2 separate regions of the Rattus norvegicus genome follow, and region 1 is linked to region 2. The links are chromatin contacts, called in public Hi-C maps. All regions are on one chromosome and are shown on one strand. The core of a region is the stretch at or near the end of the contact, and the rest is flanking DNA. Distances in the headings are between cores, read along the strand shown. Region 1 overlaps Akap13 (A-kinase anchoring protein 13). Region 2 overlaps Akap13 (A-kinase anchoring protein 13).

Region 1 (2,913 bases), core at 4-2,503, 190 kb before region 2:
TCCAGAGGACCTGGGCTCTATTCCAAATGCCCACATGACAGCTCGCAACTGAGTAACTCGGTTCAGGGATACACTGCCCTCTGCTGGCCTATGCAGGTACTACATGTAGGTAGTTGCAAGTAGTTCACAAACTTACATGTAGGCAAAGCTTCCACACATATACAGTAAAATAATAAGAAAGGGGGCTGGAGAGATGGCTCAGTGTTAAGAGCACTGACTGCTCTTCTAAAGGTCCGGAGTTCAAATCCCAACAACCCACATGGTGGCTCACAACCATCTGTAATGGGATCCGATGCCCTCTTCTGGTGTGTCTGGAGATAGCTACAGTGTACTCACATACATAAAATAAATAAATAAATAATAATAAAAAACCCCTGACAACAAAATAATAAAAAGGAAAAAAATCCCATAAAAGACCTAGAAGAAAATAAAAGGGAAAATAAGAAATATAGTTCAGAAACACAAATTATCAATTTATAAAAGAAATACAAATAGCCAATTACATAAAACATTAAAAAGTATTCAGGGGCTAGAAGTATACCTCAATGCTTGAGGCTCTGGCTTCAAACCACATTGTACAGGTACACAAATCAAAAAATGTTATCTGAAACTATCAAGCCAACCAAGTGCCAATTTAAAGATGGTAGCCCTCAATGCTGCACAGAGAACCGAGGACAGAGGTGCCTGGCTGGATACACTACCCCATGTCATGCAGTAATAAGGCATGGCAGGGAGAACAGAAGAGCTGTGTAACAAATGCAATGTGCAAAAGAAGTAGAGAAGGATTAACCACCAGACAGATTCAATTCAACTGTAGGACGGGACAGAAGTAATTAGGATGCACCTGTCCCTCAGCAGGCCTTGCTACTGTGCCTTGGGAAAATGGCACTGGGGCATTGAGAGACCTCTGGACGGTCTAACTTGGGAAGATATAACAGTCATTGCTCTTCAATGATGCCTGGATTTAGATGACTTATGTTATTAGTCTTCACATTTTTCTTTTTATAATACTTAAGCTTCCTTCCGAGAAACCTTTCTTATCGCTCACATTATAACAGGGGGCACAAAAACCTGCTGACTGCAGCTGGCTGTCACAGGGTGAAAGCCAGACACACTATTTCCCACCAGACTCCTTCCCTAAACACAGAGAACTTCCTTTCCTGCAAGACAGCCTGGTGTCCTCCCTGTGGGGAAATCAGATCCTGGGGTGAGGTGTGTGTTGCTCCTTGTCTCCCTGGAGCCTGCTGTCACCAAGCCCTGCCCCTGAGACAGATTCAGAGAGGAGCAGCAGCCCACAGGGCCTTGGCCCAGGTTATAGCACGGCAGTCCTTCAGCAAACTCCTCAAGCAACAAACAAAACAACATCCTCTGGATTTTTGCAGGGAGCAAGGGGAGGAGGAAGTAGTTCACAATTTCAAAACAAAACTCTCAGGGGTTTAAGATAATATAATAAATGCAACAACAAGAAAGAAGGAAAGACAAGGAATAGCTTTGAAAAACACCCTAAAAAGGCATGGGTTCAAGTGTGCAGAACACACAGATGCAAGGCTCAGCACCAGCACTTGTCGGGTCCGACAGGCCTCTGGGGCGGGGCTTAGTGACAGCAGGCTCCAGGGAGGCAAGGGGCGGCACACAGCCCACCCCAGGCCACCAGGCTCTCTTGCAGGAAAGGAAGGGTTGCAAGAGGCAAAGTCAGCTAGGATAAGAACTTACTGAGAGAATTCGCTTCAAATTTAACCCCCATACTCCAGACTCGTGGCCCCTAGGATTTCTGTATTACAGGAAAAGCTGCTACAAATTCTACCTAGTGGGCACTGACTGATGCTAGGGGGGCTCCCCAGCTCTTGTAAAGACAAGGTTGGACAAAAGCAAAAGGCATCAGAAGAAAAGAAAATCTTCCTTTCCTTTCAGCGGTGGCACACAACCTTTAATCCCAGTATTCAGGAGGCAGAGGAGGGCAGATCTCTGAGGTCACAGTGAATTCCAGAACAGCTAGAGCTACATAATGAGACTCTGTCTCAACAAACCCCACTAACCCAACCCATCCCATCCCAACCCAACCCAACAAAAATATCAACCAACCAACCAACCAACCAACCAACCAACCAAGAAACAAAACAAAACAAAAAAGGTAAAATAGAAGAGTCAATCAGAGAGTTCTTCATTCATAGGATATAACGTTCTGGCAAAACATCAGGACAGTGGCTTAAGCCAAGAGATGGACAACTATACTCTCAGTTACTCATTTTATTAGCTATAAGATACATATAATGGGAAAACAAAAGTATTCTTAATCCAATAAATATTCTAAAACCGCTCATAGAATCCTTACCTCACTGTTTCTTTTAAGCATAAATACCAGGTTAGCATTTCCACCCTATAAAACAACAAAAAAATGCATAAAAAAACAAACGAAAATTTTGATGTAAAAACTATACTCAATATAACTAAAAAGTTACATTGTACTTCTGGCTTTCCTTCTTTTCTACCACAGTATCCCCACAGAGGGCATGAAGAGAAGTTGAACTGGTTTTTAACTAAAAAAAAAAAAAAAACCCATTATAGGGTCAAGATGGTTTGTAGTCACCGAGCAAGCCATTTAATGGAGCTGGTCCTGCTAAGGCAGAGTGGAATTGGGTGAAAAGAACAGTCTAAGCCAGGGGGCCTAATTAATATGGGCCTCTCAATTGTATGGTTTGCTCTAAGAATGCACTTTCCCTAGTAATCAGTAGAATTTCATTGAGTGGTAACCCAATATCTGAGGCAGATCAAGAGGAAATTTTTCAAAAGGTAATGAACTGAAAGGAGGTGCCCACAGGTTCATGGGTCTGAAACTCATACCTTTTTCAGGCCACTATCAGATTCTGTTCTCCTAAGATCTTGGCCATCATCACCCTCTTCTTTCTCACCTCC
Region 2 (2,906 bases), core at 379-2,878:
ATGCTTTTTATAAGGCATTCAAATATCCAAAAACATATAAAAAGCAGAAGGGTCACAATGTTATTTACCTCAAGATGAACTAGATTATATCTCCAGACTTCAAGAGAAGAAAGGAAAAGAAAAATAAAAATTGCTTTAAAAGCCTTTACAACTTCTTTTTTTTTTTTTCTGGGGCTGGGGACCGAACCCAGGACCTTGCGCTTCCTAGGTAAGCGCTCTACCACTGAGCCAAATCCCCAACCCCCTTACAACTTCTTTATAGTCTCCTTTTCACTTTTGATACAGGATCTCATGTAGCCTGGATCATTCTCAAACTTGTTATGTGGCTGAGGATGGTCTCAGCCTCCTAGTCCTCCTGCTTTATAATCTCTTTTTATTGTGAGATACTTATCAGAAATATACACATTAAGGAGAAAATGAGGCAGTCACGGTGGTTCATCCATGTAATGTCAGTGCTCAAAGGTGAGTGCCTGGTGACCGTGAGATCCTCTCAAAAGACCTCTTCCCCCAAAATACAGACATTAGAAGAGGAGGATGGTTATCACTGTTTTTCATGATGTAAAAATTTTTCTATAATTTAGAAATGTCTCATTTTTTCAACCTATTTACAGAAAATATTTGATAAAAGTTTACAGACTCGCATCAAAATGTGGTTGCTTTCTGAAGGTCAATCAATCATCTGGTTTGAGTAAGAACTAAATGTAACAAAACACAATGAATCATACAGAGAACTCAAAGAAAAACCAAAGCCAGCTATCTGAATAAAGCATGACATTAAAAGGGAGAACAAGGCACAAAGGTCTTCTTCTTAGAACTCATGTGACTGGAAATGGCAGAGCTCGCCCTTGAATAAGCAGAAAGGGCACAGAGAAATCCCTATCAAGAACACCTGCTCATAAAAAAAAAAAAAAAAAAAAAAGACAGTGAGTATTTATCCAGAACCTGCAATGCCAAAGCACTGTGCAGACTTCTATCAAGAATCTTGATGGGCTGACACACAGGCTGGCCCTCGACAGACAGGAAGTCAGAGGCTATCACTATCATTGACTAATACACTGAAACCATCAAAGTCACCTACGGAAAGAGAACACAGATGTGGTGACAGGCTAAGAATTCAACTCAAAAAACAAAAAAACCAAAAAACTCCTTTTGTAGTTCCCCAAAGAGGGAAGCGGGAAGGAAGGGAGGGTAAGACAGGCACCTTTCTAGAATGTCTGCTCAGGTGCAATGTCCACCAGGCACCTAGAAATGCTGAATTAGCATACCCAGGTGAAAACAAACCCTTGCCCTTATGAAGCTGACACTTTACCGGAAACAAAAGGGAAATGGGCTAAACATACAGTGTGTGAGAGGCTGAATGAACAGTAAACATAGAGCAAGGCCAGGAAGTAGGACAGGTGCAGACGCACTGTACTGTTTTTAGAAGAGCATGCTGAGGAAGTACACCTAAGGGAAGGGAAAACAGAAGTCTAAGATGACCGCAAGAGCAGACTGAAGCCAGCTTGATCCTAGGGTACAAGGCTAATCCCATGATAATGAACAAGTGTTTAAAGCTGTTTGGGGTCTGCACCCGACCCACAGCCTTGACTATCCATCTCTGCTCCTCCATTACGAAATGTTGAAGGCATCCAAATGACAGCAGCTCAGAGGCAAGTAAACAAAAAGTCTCAGCCATGATGACCAGAGCAGAGGGATCCACGTGGGAGCCTCCTCCAGTTTCTCACACACCATCCAGAGTACAAAAAGATCTACACACTAAAGTGATGCCTAACTGTCCCTACCCTCCAGTGCGTACACAAGGGTCCTTTTGAACTCTGCCGTAACTGGGCACTTCCTATCAGAAATCTTTATAAAATTAGCTGAGTGGAGGAATAATGAGGCTACTGGGGGAAGAAAATTTGAACCATGATAGAGAATAGAAGACTTAGGTAAGGGAAAAGCTGATAAATAGAAAAAATCCAGTATTCTGAGCTACAAGGGAATGGATGGGTCAAGAATGACAAGAAGAGTTATCAGAGAACAATGCTGATTCTGGTCGGATTAGATCACCAGGGCAACATTATTCAGAATCAAGAAACACAAATGCACACCCACAGAGAGTGTTCCTGGAAACACACGAACACACGAACACACACACACACACACACACACACACACACACACACACACACACACAGTGTGTGTATGCTTGGGGGGGTATTTTAGTCATAAATAGAGAACCCCTTCTCCCTTCCCTAAGAGGGAATGAGTTAACAATGGAAATACTGAATGGTACCTAGAGAACAGACCCCCCAATGTCCAGATCAGCGCTTCTGATATGATATGCATCCACAGGAAATAAGATGGCTGGAGGCTTGCGTTATAAATACCTAATATTCTTTAGGAAAGAACTCACTATCTCTAACACAGCTGACTTTTTTATATTTGGGAAATACATTTCTAGTAACTGTCTGAAATCTTAATAAATCCCAAAGCAGGTAAAAATATAACAAAATGCTATAATCTCAGTTCTCTGCATGGCATAATTTTCATAATTTTATAGCACTGTACATTAAGTCAATTTATAGGAATAAAAAGACTGGCAGACTTATCTGGCACAGTAAGATCCAATACTCCAAGTGCTTCATAAAGTTAACAATTTTAACACCACCTCTACCAACAAAGGGGAGCACTAGAACATGCTGGCATATGAGCCACATCAATTTTATTCTTTAATGAGAAATAACAATGCTATCAATACTATTTGGAGTATTCCCAAAGTGCACTCTTCTGAATTCTGGTGAAAACTGGTCCAACTGTCAACTGTAAAGGAAGAGTGACTAAGGAAAAAAACTCAGCCCAAAACACAAATCAGTGCATCTTCAGATGTTGACAGGCCGAGGGATATAGCATCCAGTAGCTTCATC

What was found. A called contact is a pair of places that touch in the nucleus more often than the background predicts.
Region 1: a Hi-C map of the Rat2 cell line shows a contact between it and region 2, with 7 times the contacts expected there. The contact joins two enhancer-like sites. A contact is called at or near these places in 6 of 12 Hi-C or Micro-C datasets (the A7r5 cell line, the Rat2 cell line, Schwann cells and 3 more).

What each region holds. Positions count from the first base shown.
Region 1 is chr1:139,018,666-139,021,578 of GRCr8, reverse strand. It overlaps Akap13 (A-kinase anchoring protein 13), which reads right to left. Exons shown (of 38, transcript NM_001106271.3): 33 at 2,842-2,912; 34 at 2,333-2,377. Among named protein-coding and RNA genes, the nearest start is that of Fam24al1, 45 kb to the left of the region's middle. Within about 2 kb of position 1,253, at least 9 of the 93 cell types and tissues checked have an H3K27ac peak or open chromatin away from gene starts, as enhancers often do.
Region 2 is chr1:138,828,738-138,831,643 of GRCr8, reverse strand. The region is part of intron 3 of Akap13 (A-kinase anchoring protein 13); the gene reads right to left. Among named protein-coding and RNA genes, the nearest start is that of Akap13, 110 kb to the right of the region's middle. Within about 2 kb of position 1,628, at least 24 of the 93 cell types and tissues checked have an H3K27ac peak or open chromatin away from gene starts, as enhancers often do.